Regions from separate parts of the Sus scrofa genome. Here all the other regions are linked to region 1. Evidence: chromatin contacts called from public Hi-C and HiChIP or PLAC-seq data. All regions are on one chromosome and are shown on one strand. The core of a region is the stretch at or near the end of the contact, and the rest is flanking DNA. Distances in the headings are between cores, read along the strand shown.

The links. Hi-C and Micro-C count contacts between places; a contact is called where the count stands out from the background. HiChIP or PLAC-seq counts read pairs in DNA pulled down with a chosen protein or histone mark.
Region 2: a contact with region 1 is called in a Hi-C map of liver, with 6 times the contacts expected there. The contact joins the promoter of PDIA6 here to the promoter of PQLC3 in region 1. A contact is called at or near these places in 2 of 47 Hi-C or Micro-C datasets (liver and skeletal muscle) and 1 of 2 datasets of contacts at active chromatin or transcription factors (alveolar macrophages).
Region 3: a contact with region 1 is called in an H3K27ac HiChIP or PLAC-seq map of alveolar macrophages. The contact joins the promoter of ROCK2 here to the promoter of PQLC3 in region 1. A contact is called at or near these places in 1 of 47 Hi-C or Micro-C datasets (liver) and 2 of 2 datasets of contacts at active chromatin or transcription factors (alveolar macrophages and skeletal muscle).

Annotation. Positions count from the first base shown.
Region 1 is chr3:125,505,491-125,509,307 of Sscrofa11.1, forward strand. PQLC3 (PQ-loop repeat-containing protein 3) reads right to left here and starts at 1,745. Exons shown (of 7, transcript XM_003125380.6): 1 at 1,441-1,745. The coding sequence starts at 1,583.
Region 2 is chr3:125,750,335-125,754,151 of Sscrofa11.1, forward strand. It overlaps PDIA6 (protein disulfide isomerase family A member 6), which reads left to right and starts at 1,745. Exons shown (of 13, transcript NM_001195119.1): 1 at 1,745-1,763. The coding sequence starts at 1,745.
Region 3 is chr3:125,351,156-125,354,972 of Sscrofa11.1, forward strand. It overlaps ROCK2 (rho-associated protein kinase 2), which reads left to right and starts at 1,964. Exons shown (of 34, transcript XM_021087835.1): 1 at 1,964-2,104. The coding sequence starts at 1,964.

The DNA of each region.
Region 1 (3,817 bases), core at 495-2,994:
CTGACCTGTGAAATGGGGATGAAAGTGTACCCACGTCGCGCCTGTGTCTGCACACACGTCTTACCTAAGATCATGTCTTCAGCCTCTTTCTTTGGCCTCACTGCTTCCAGTCCAGCCTCCAGCCTTCTGCCCACACGCCCTCTGCCAGGAGGGCCCCTCTCCCCACTGGCTACCTCTTCCCTCAATGAGGATGCCCAGGGGGTCCCCTCCATGGGTGCGGGTCAGGCCTCCCCTGCTTTAGGACGAGCGACCTCTCCTCCAGGTAACTGTCTGTTCTCCCCAGGGAACCGGAGAGGCTCTGACAGCAGGCTGCTCTTTGCAAAGGGCCAGGCTCAAACCCCGGAGGGCTCACGCACCCCACCACCAGCCCCTCAGAGAGGGCTGTGCCAGGCAGGACCCCATGGCTCTTCTGCCCCAAGGTCTTTTTCTCCAACCCTCCCCTGGCTTCCATCTGGCCCAGGAAACTGGAGTCCACCAGCCCAGCTGCCCCTCTGATTAGCATTTGCGCAGAGGACGGGAGTTCAGAGCCTCTGGATGATACCTGGGCCAGGGCTGGGGAGGAGGTGGGAGGACCTGGCCTCACTGGGCAAGGGGCTCCACTACTCATATCTTCCAACCAAGGTTAACGACTCTTCTCTTTCAGGTCTGTATTTATTTATTTATTTATCTAGGCTGTACCTGCAGCATAAGGAAGTTCCCAGGCTAGGGATGGAATGGAAACTGCAGCTGCGGAGCCCACGCCACAGCCACCATGAAGCCAGATCAGAGCTGCACCTGTGACCTTACCCTGCAGCTACTGGCAACGCTGGTTCCTTAACCCACTGAGGGAGGCCAGGGATGGAACCCGCATCCTCATGGATATTCGTCGGGTTCCTAACAAGCTGAGCCACAACGGGAACTCCCCACACCGGATTTCTGCTGGATGAACTTGCTCCTGAAGCACTCTCCGCTGTCACCTTTCAGGGGCCAGTTCATGTCCAAGTGCAGTTCAAGTGCTCCTTACCTTCAAAACAGCTCTCCGTTCTCTGACCGCCCCGCGCCCCGGTCAAGTGTTAAAGGCCAGAGGTCCTTAGAATTCAAAGTCCAGCCCCTCATTTTACAAGGGAGGAAACCGAGGCTCGAGAAAGGGGGCGCTTGCGGGGGGCGGGCTTAGGGAGGATGCAGATGAGAGAGCCTTGAGGTGCAAATGATGGTTTGGTCGCTAAAGGGCAGAGTGATGATTTCGCGGAGCGTGGGTTTCCTCATCTGTAAAATGGGCGTGCTTCGTCTTCGTTACCGCGAGAGGCTTGGGGAAGCACCGAATTCGAGGGGAAGTGTGCGGCCCGGGCAAACGCCACTCCCCACCGCCGGCCGCTTTCGGCCCCGTTTTCCCCGCCCCTTCTTTACTAAAGCCGCGGTTCTCCCGGGCTGCCGACGGCTCCAGGCCGCCCCTGGCCTTACCCCGCCAGCTCCAGAAGGAGGCTCGGAAGGCTGATGCCCCTCGCGCTCTGCGCCCTCAGCACCGACGAGATCTGCGGCAGCTTGAGCGCAGCGCTCACGCCCAGCGCGCTGTAGTTGCAGAACCACAGCAGCGGCGCCTCCATCGCGCCGGCGGGGCTGGGCACTCGGGCGCTCGGCGGATCCCGCTGCCTCGCGAAGGGGAGCCGCTCAGCACTCGGCCGCCGGGCTCGCCGGGTCCTTCCGCGTTCCCCGCACCCCCTTCTCCTGCTCCGCCCCGGGCCGCCCTGTCGGGGATCGCTCCTCCGCCCCCATCGCTTCTTCGCCCCGCCCCGCCCCGCCCCGCCCCCGCCCCCAGGCCGCCCCGCCCCGCCCCGGGCCCGCCCCCAGGCCGCCCCGCCCCCGCCTTGCCCCGCCCCACCCCGGGCTCGCTCCGCCCCTCCCGGCTCGCCCCTCCCGCTCCGTCTGGGGCCCCCCCCGGCCCGCGTCTGTCCTGCGGGGGTCCACTGCTCTTCCCTCCCCCTCGTCTGTCCCCCCTCCCCTATTCCCCCACCCCGCCCCGATCCCTCTCCAGATCCGCCCAGGGGCCCCCTGCCCGGGAGGCAGGTCAGCCTCGCCCTGTGCGTGCCACGCCCGCTGCTGATTCACTTTGCGGTGTTCCACCGACCAGCGCTGTTCTGAGCCTCCGGCGACGCCCCAGACGGCCCCGCTTTCCCACGGGTTGGGTGGGCAGAGACTGGGCCCCGGGGGGTGGCCAGCGGGCACCCAGTCGCGGGGGCACGGACCACTGCGTAAGCATTTTTCGCTCTGAAAAGAGTCTTCCTTTGTTCTTCGCGCTCGGCTTTTCAGAGATTAAAAACTTCATAACGACCCAACTTAAGCTGGTGTGTGTCCTCGTTTTTACGCGACGGGAAACAGTCTTTTCTGGTCCTGCCCTTTCCTCCAGCTGGGAGTGGCGCCGCTTCCTCCCAAACCCCGGGAAGCTTCTTTCCTGCGGGTTTGCGCCTAAGCTCTGAAGACAGCCCCCCCACCTTCCCGCCTATCCAGCCTTGCATTTCAGCACTTAAGAGTGATTTTTTTTTCTTTTATTTCTTTTTAGGGCTTTACATGTAGCTTATAAATTCCCAAGTTAAAGGTCGAATTGGAGCTGCATCTGCCAGCCACAGCCACAGCAACTGGCAGATCTGACCTTGCGGCAATGCTGGGTCCTTAACCCACTGAGTGAGGCCAGGGATGGAACTCGCATCCTCAGGACACTCTATCTGGTTCTTAACCCACAGGGGAACTCTGAAAATGTTTCTTAAGGAGGCAAAAAAGAGATTTCTGTTGGGAGTTCCCTTCGTGGCTCAGTGGTTTACCAACCTGACTAGGATTCATGAGGATGTGGGTTTCATCCTTGCCCTTGCTCAGTGGGTTAAGGATCCGGTGTTGCTGTGAGCTGTGGTGTAGCTCAGATCTTGCTTTGCTGTGACTGTGGCTCAGGCCAGCGGCTGTAGCTCTGATTCGACCCCTAGCCTGGGAATTTCCATATGCTGGAGCTTTGGTCCTAAAAAGAAAAAAAAGAAAAAAGAACAAAGAGAGAGATGTTTCTATTGACAAAAGAAAGTAATTGGGACTGAGGCATGAGGTGCATCTTCCAAACTCTCAAAATGCTAATGGTGTTGAGTCCAGGTTACCAAACAGAAAAAAGTCACAAAATGCAATGCCAGAATCCACCGTAAAGAAAATACTGTCTGCCGTGTCAGTTCGATAAAGATCACACCCTTGGCCACCACAGTTGCCCACCACCAGTGCACCCCGAGGGGAATTCAGGATGGAGAAAACCGGGGAACCTTCTGTGCTTTGGCTCTGATGGGCTTTAGCTAGTTAAGACGCATATCTAAGGAAAAACGTCCAATATCCCAGATTCTTGCATCTTCCCTTACTAGAAAAGCCCTAAAATCATTAATTTGAGAGATCTGTTCTTAGTGATTAGCGGTACTCTTTTGATGCTTGACTACATGTTTTTCCCAGCCAAAAAAAAAAAAGTTCCTATGTATCCTGGCTTCTCCCTCACCTCTTTGGAGCAGTTCCTCAGAGCAGCCTGAGAATCTGTCTCCCAGGCTAGAGTCCTCCGTAAGATCCCCCGAAGAAAACTTAAGTCACAACTCTTTATGGTGTGTACTTCTTTCTGTGAATACCGCACTCACTGGCTTTGTGCTCTGAACTTCAGTGGGGACTTTGAGGCTTTCTCTCTGTCTGCCCCCTGCCCCTTCCTGCTCCTCCAGCCCTCACCTGGCCGTCATCCCCTTCCTCTGGGAACACCCAAAAGGTATTGGGTGCCCTCTCCAAGGCTAAAGGAGAAGAGGTGGAAAGAAAGAAATTTTTCACAGGAAAACAA
Region 2 (3,817 bases), core at 495-2,994, 240 kb after region 1:
ATTAATCTCTTTACTTTTTTAATGTGGCTACTGGAAATTTTTAAATTCCATGTGTGGTCACAGCTCAGGTTATATTTCCACTGGACAGCTCTGTTCTAGGACAATGCTTGTCAGATTTGTTTTTTATTATCACCCCTCTAAGGAGACTTTTAGACGTTTCTTCTCTCCCTGAAATTTGAAAAACACAGATACAGTGTATATCTGTTTATGTAGTTAGGCCCTTGTAACATCTAAGATTTTTGCATTTTTCTGCCCCAAGAACCTTGGAAGCAATATTTCCCATGTTGAAAGTGCATGTTTTAGAGGATGGTGGCTTTGTAAGATGGGAGGCCCCAGGGTCCCTGTGTCACCACATGGAAAGCTGCTCCCCAATGAGAGTGGGAACAAAGCGATTACAGAATAAGCCACTGAGATTTTAGGGTTGTCCCTAAAAATTTACCCTGATCATCAAGAGTTTACAACAGCATCAATAAACCCCAAGAAATCTTACAGAATCAAAAATCAGACATCTACATGGCTCAGTCTACGTCTGATCTTAATGTCCCACCATGTCACACAGCCCTCAGCACCACCCCATCATCTAGCACCTGCTGCCAGCTTCCTCTTCATGGCCTCAGTTCCCTCTCCTGTGCCCTCCTCACTCCCCTTGCTCCCTGTGTCCAGAATGGACTTTCTCCTGTTTGCCTGGCACATCTTCCAGACTCAGCTCTAGTGCCCCTTCTTCCAGGAAGCCCTATATGCCTTCACCATTCCCGGACCTCGGGGTGCCCATAAACGCTTTGGCGGGAATCTGAGCTACTCTGTGCATTAAGCACTACGGAGAAATAAACCATTGGTAATACAAAACCCAAAATGCTTGAGTCCATTCTAAACAGAAAAGAGGAAATCAGAGCGGAAAGATACTGCCATCTGAGCCTGTTACGCTTAAAATATTTCACTTTTGCAAATTTTACAAAACACATGGCCATTTGAACTCACTGCTAGGGCCCCTTGGGGAGGAGAAGTAAACCGCACAAGAGAGAAGTCCTGAAGCTTAAGCCCCACGGGGTTTCTACTGAGAATGAGGGCCCCTCTGAAAAGCTAAGCAGTCCTGGGCCTTGGTTAGCGGAACTTTTAAAGTAATTCGCCAAAATACTTGTTGAATTGTGTTATATACAGTATGTGCTTTGTAGGTGCCTTATGACTGAATACTTGTCCGGGCACGAGGAAAATTAATATGTCATTTTAATAAGGTCGTAGATGCATCGCGGGCCCCAAGAAACTTATCCTCCCTGTGGACAAAGACGGTAAGGGGTGGGGAGTGGAGGGAAGCAAGGGGCGAGTGAGGGCTGGAAAAGGGCTCGTTAGAGTCAAGCGAGGAAAGAGAGAGTCCCAAGGATCGGAGAGAGAAAACAATCACTGTAGTCAGAAAAGTACAGCAAGCCCAGGAGCGGCGAGCGAGAGGGAGAAGGAGCGGCTGGCCAACCCCGCCCCCAAGCAAGTCCCTCCTTCCGCCGCTCGCCCCGCCCCCGCCAAACCCAAACGCGTAACCTCTACCCGGCCGCCTCTCATTGGCCATGCAAATGAGCGAAGTCTGCCGGGACCAATAAGCCGCGGCCACGGCTTGGCGAGCGTCTTCCGGCCCGCCCCCGCCGCACCGCCCAGCGGCTGCCTTGAGGGCCGAGGGCGGGACGCGGGGCGGCGGGGGCGCGGCGCGGCAGAAGTGAGGTGGTGGCTGGACTGCACGACGGCGGAGGTGCTCGGCATGGCTCGCCTGGTCCTCGGTAAGCGCGGGCTCCCCCGTCCAGGGGGCAGCGGGAGAGCTCGGAACCCCCACGGCGGGCCGTGACCCGGGGAGCGGGCGGGCGCGTGGCCTCGATCCGGCCCGCGCAGAAGTGGGGGATCGCGGGCCCGGCCCACGCGGGGGACGCAGTAGGGGAAGCCGCGGGGCGGTAAGGGAGCTCCGCGGCCTTGGGGTGGGGGTGGGGGAGCGGGGGCGCCGGCTGCCCTGGGCCGGAGCCCCCCCGAGCGGGATCTAGGGCAGACGAGCAGGGCGCGTGCGGAGGTGAGGGCGCCCTTGGGGGCGGCCGTATCCCACCCGGCGGGAGCGTGTGCGCGAGCGCGGCGGGGAGGAGGAGCCCTGGGGCTGGGCTCGAACCCAGGGCGCCGGGACAGCCCCGCTCCCGGGTACGAGTGCCCGGTGCCGGGCTCCGGTGAAGGGGCGGCGACTGGAGGCCGGGGCGTGAGCTAAGGCCCGGAGCTGCGTTTGAGCCGCTGGGACCAGCTCTGGCTGATCCCTGGCGGATATTGAGTTTGGGCGGGTTCTGGGCCTCGAGCGTGTACCGGGAGGGTCTTGTCCTCACCACCTGTTTTATGGAATTCTCACTCCCCTCTCCCCCCAAAAATTGAACCATCATAAACCTTGTCCGGATAGTTTCATTAAAAAGGGACTAGTACCTCCCTAAAGCGGGTCTTAGGATGCAAGAGCACTTGAAATGTGATTGAACTTTTAAAAACTAAATTCAAGGCCGACTTTCCTGACTTAGTAAATGTCTTAGAGACCGCAGTGAGTGGGGTTGTGGATCCGTCCCGTCTCAGGGCTCTCCCTGGGCTCAGGCAAGGCGCTCTGACGGTGGTTGTGTGAATACTCTGGACCCACGGTTTGAGCAAGGTTTGAGTCCCAGGCCTCCGTCCCCGAATCTACGAGTTGTGTGAGTGGGAGCCAGTTACTTAACTGCTCCGGGCTAGTACTCCACAGAGTTGTTCTCAGGATCAGTGAGATTGTATATGTCCAAAGAGAGTTAAAAAAAGATGGAAATATTTGCTGTATTAGTGCAGAAAGAATAGAGGAGGGAGAAGGAACTTACTTCTCTTTGGTTGCCTGCAAGTGAATTCAGACAAGTCTCCAAATGACTCTGTGATTCATTCAGTTAGCTCATTATTTTAATACATGTAATCAGCCTTTGGGGGAGTCCTCTTGGTTTCTAGATTCCTGCTTTGAGACATGTAGTCTTGCTAACAGGTGTGGGACAGAAATGTTACTGACGCGGATTTATAGCATCCTTATCCGCAGTGGAGGAATAACGGGAGGCCACAGATGGCAAAACCATCTGCTCGCATAGACTCCAGACACTCGAATGTTCCATTTGTGCTCATTATCAGTGAGTGGAAGGACCATGTGAAATTTAGAAAGAGAACATTACTGGTCAGCATTAACCTACTTTAGCATCTTAAGTGGGCTCAGGGTTTTTTGTTTTCTTGAGGGGTTTTTGAAGAGGGTAATTACCGACTATTATGCAGTCAGAATTTGTACATCCTTTTTTTTCTTTTTTTTGGTTTTTAGGGCCGCACTTGCGGCATATTGGAGGTTCCCAGGCTAGGGGTCCAATCAGAGCTACAGCTGCTGACCTACGCCACAGCCACAGCAACGGCGGATCCTTAACCCACCGAGCAAGGCCAGGGATCGAGCTTGAAATCTTGTGGTTACTAGTCAGATTCGTTTCTGCTGCGCCACAACGGGAACGCTGGAGTTTGTACACCTTTTAGTGCTTTTCTGAGCATCATATTTGATTTCCTTCTAACCCTGCCACATCTTACTGCCCTTTAAGGGAATTAGGTCTTGAACCTTTATTATCAAGACATTTCCATGGATAGCCATTCCTAAGCAGGGGAGGTGCTTGTGGGAAGCAGGCCACTTTAAAGATGAGTAACAAAAGTCCAGCGCCATTGCGGGGGGGCTCCCGGGGGCTCCTGTCCGTGTTATACTGAGTGTCAGCAGTCAGGACCATCTGAATGGGAAGGAAGTACGTTCCTGAGGTAGAAAGTCCCGCCCTGTCCT
Region 3 (3,817 bases), core at 714-3,213, 150 kb before region 1:
AGTTATTCAATTTTTGAAATTCAAAATGTTCCCTTGAGCATCTTTAAGGGAAAAAAAAATCCCATTCACTGAGAAACAACTGTGTTCTCCTCGTGTTCTTACAGCTGCTCGTTTCACATCATTTTAAATAGCAGGTACAAACCGCTTTTTGTAGTCATCATTTTATTTTTATTTAATCTTCTTTCCAATACGTGTCCTTTTCATGTGCTTGCCAGAATTTGACGTGCTTAACTGGAACCCTGCATACCTGCCAGGATTCCTTCTGTTAATGTGACAGAGCTTGTTTGGATTATTCCCCGATTGTTGGACAATTGGGCCCATTCCCAGGTTTTGGTCTTTATGAACATAGTGAATAGCCCTGCTATAAACATCTTTATGCAAGTTCTCCCCCTCCATCCCCCCTCCCCCCCTTTGGATCATTTCCTTAGAAATGTACTTCCTTAAATGGGTTTACTGGGTCAAAGGGGCTCAATGAACAGTTTTATAGCTCTTGGCACATATTTTTCAGATTGCGCCTGGGTGGATTTGACCAATGGCAAGGGCCGCGAGAGGCAGGAATGTGGACGAGCGGCCCCCATGACCGCCCCCCCAAAAGGCAAAGACCTCGAGAAGGTCTGCAGAGGGAAAGCATTTTTCTATCGCCCTCTTGTTCTCTTCCGTAGCTGGTGTTTCAGCCCAGCTCGGAGACGACTGTTACGGACGCGCAGAAAGCTTTCCTGCTGGAGTCGAAGATTTCTGCCCTGGGGGCAGAAGCAGCTCGTCCCGGCTCTCTCGCCCCAGGACTGCAATTCCAAACGTCCGCCCTATTCCGGGGTTTCCGACTCGCACTGCACACCCTTCCAGCCTTTCCACTAAAATCTTCGTGGCCCAGGCAGGCCCCTTGCAAACGCAGAGCTCTGCAGGCGAGGGCAGCGACTGGCGGTCGCTATTATTTTGGCGCGGGTGATGCAAGGGCCGCATAGCTGCGCGCTGAGTCAGCCGGAGCCGGGCGGGGGCGGGGGGCGCGGGCCGGCCCATCCCCCTACTGCAACCCTCCCTCCCCCGCCCCCCCGCGCCGGGTGCCGCCAGGTCGGGACCCGGCGGTCGGGGTGGGCCCCCGTGTCCAGAGGGGTCGTCAGCCCGGGCAGGGTCAGGCGGGGGTGACCCTCGGGGGTGACCCGAGCCCCGGGCGCGCCCTCCCCTCCCCCAACTGGAGCTCGTGGGTCAAGTGAGGCGGTGACCGCGCGCCCGGCCATTTACCCTCTAAGAACTCAAAGCGGGGGAGGAGGAAGCGGGGAAGGAAGGAGGCTCAAAAAGGAGAAATGCGGGGCGAGCGGCCTGGAGGAAACCAAAAAAAAAAAAAAAAAAAAAAACGGAGAGGGGCGAGAGGAGGCGGAGGCCGGCGGGCGGGGGCGGGGGCGGCCGCGCGCGGGGGGCGGGGCGGGGCGCGCGCGGGGCGGGGCGAGCGGGGGCGCGCCGGCGGCCGCGGGCCGAGGGGCTTGTGGGTAGCGGCTGCGCGCGGCCGGAGACGGGCGCCGCGCGGGAGTGTGTGAGGGGCGCGGGCTTGCGGGACCCAGGCAGCCGACGGCGGTCATGGGAGCGGGTTGGCGGCGGCCGTAGTTGTCGGAGCCTGGGGTTCAGCTTCCCGGAGCCCCAGAGGGCGGGGCAGTCCGGGCCCGGCGGTGGCGGCGCCACTTCCCCGCTCCCGCCCTCGGATCCTGAGGGAGCTCGCGGCGGACGAGCGGACCGGGCGGCGCGAATCTGACTGAGGGGCGGGGACGCCGTCTGCTCCTCGCCGCTCCCGGGCCGGCCTCTCGGACAGCCCCAGGCCCCGGGGGCTGAGACCCGCGGCCGGAGCTCGAGGCGGGCGGTGGGCCCGGGCGGAGCCCCGGCCGGAGCCGGCGGGTCGGGGGCGGCGCTAGGCCCCGAGGCGGCCGGGCCGGAGCGCGGGGAACGGGAGTGCGGGCCCGGCGGTGGCGGCGGCATGAGCCGGCCCCCGCCGACGGGGAAAATGCCCGGCGCCCCCGAGGCCGTGTCGGGGGACGGCGCGGGCGCGAGTCGCCAGAGGAAACTGGAGGCGCTGATCCGAGACCCTCGCTCGCCCATCAACGTGGAGAGCTTGCTGGTAGGTGGCCGGCGCCCGGGAGCCCTCCCTGCTGACCGCTCTCCCCGCGGACTCCCCCGTGTGCCCGTCGGTCCGTGGGGGAGGTCTCGCCCCACCCCGCCCAGCTTCCGGCGGCCGGGGCCCGGGTCGGAGAGCGAACACTGCTGCGACCAAGTTCCGGGAGGAGAGACCCACCTTTGATCCTGCCCCTTTAGCTCCTGGAGCCGGTGTCATCCCAGGCTGTGCCTTTCTCGGAGCGCTGGGAGGAAGCACCCTCTTCTCCTTCCCGCCTGCCCTCTGGGTCTGGGGAGGTGGGTGGCAGAGCGCTGCCCCCGACAGCGGACTGGGCGGTTCGAAAGAGGGACGCGCAGGGGAGAAACCCGGTGCTGTCGCTGTGGGGGAGTACCCACCAGGGGTACGCGACAAAGAGGGGAGTCTGAAACCCACAGCTGAGGTTCTTCTGTTTTCACTTGCGTGTGAATATTAACAGTTGCAAATTAGTGCATTCTAATTTCGTTTCGGTAAATTTAATTTCCGAGATTATTGCGCCCGAGCTGAAGAATTGAATTGTAGGGTGGAATCCGTCGGTCCTTTTCATGGTACCTCTTTCTTGAGAGGGCCTTTGAAATCCAAATTAATAGCCGCGGAAAGTGGGCTAGTTGGCTTTGTGTAGGAAAGGAACATGATTTACACGTCAGACCTGCCCTGGAGAATGCGTGTTTATTTCTTGCGTTTGTTACGATCGACTGTTGTATCTCAGCCACACTTCGGTTAGCAGGCAGTGGAGATGCATTTGTGGGGAAAGGGGGTGTGGGTTTTTACCCCGGGGAAGCGAAGAAAGCAAAGGAGATGCTCTGGGTGTGAGATGCACTCCGGACGACCAGAGTTCGGATCGGTGAGCCGTGGATCCTGTGGCTATTCCCCCACCTGAACTCCGGTCCGGTTCTCCTCCCTGATGGGAGAAATCTAGTGATTATACGGCGAGAAAAACTGTGTCTCCTTCCTCCTCCAGTGACTGACTGACTTTTCTTCAGAAGCCGTTGGTTATCCTTTGAGGTTTCTGGAATCATTTGCAGAGTGACTCAGTGCTCTTTGGCCAAAGTGCAAGAACTGCCTAAAGTGTCTTTCTGTACAGTGCACAGAGTGTCGGGATGTATTCTGTTCTCGCCGCCGTGGTTGACACTTCCTTTTACTAATTTCCACAGTAGTGTGTTCTTCGTATGTTTTTATGGGATCGTGACACCCTGAACAGTGTTTAGAAGTCTGCAGTTGGGGGTAGGATTGGTTACATGAAGGGCACAGCTTTTCCTAGGCCAAAGCAGAGACTCTGGGCTTCACTCCCAGCATTTTCGCTTTGGTATTTTGCTAGCAAAACTTTGACCTAAGGCCAGAAAGTTCAGTTAAAAATAGTACAGCAAATCTTAAATATTCATCAGGTTTATGCTCAAATCTCAGAAGTGTTTCACACTTCACTTTCATTTATTGAGTCTTTATTAATGTTAATCATAGTTATTGTGAGCCTGTGCCTAAGTTTATTTATACACGGTAGTGATCATATGTTCTTTTCTTACTGAAATATTTTCTAAGTTATTAAGATGAAGGCTGTTTTTAAAAATGAAGTATTACACATGCTCAGCAGCAGTCTGGTCCATTCATTTATTGAGTGCCTAATACAGCCAAGGCACTTTGCACCTTTATTAAGGTAACATATTACTGGTATGACATCACATGCTG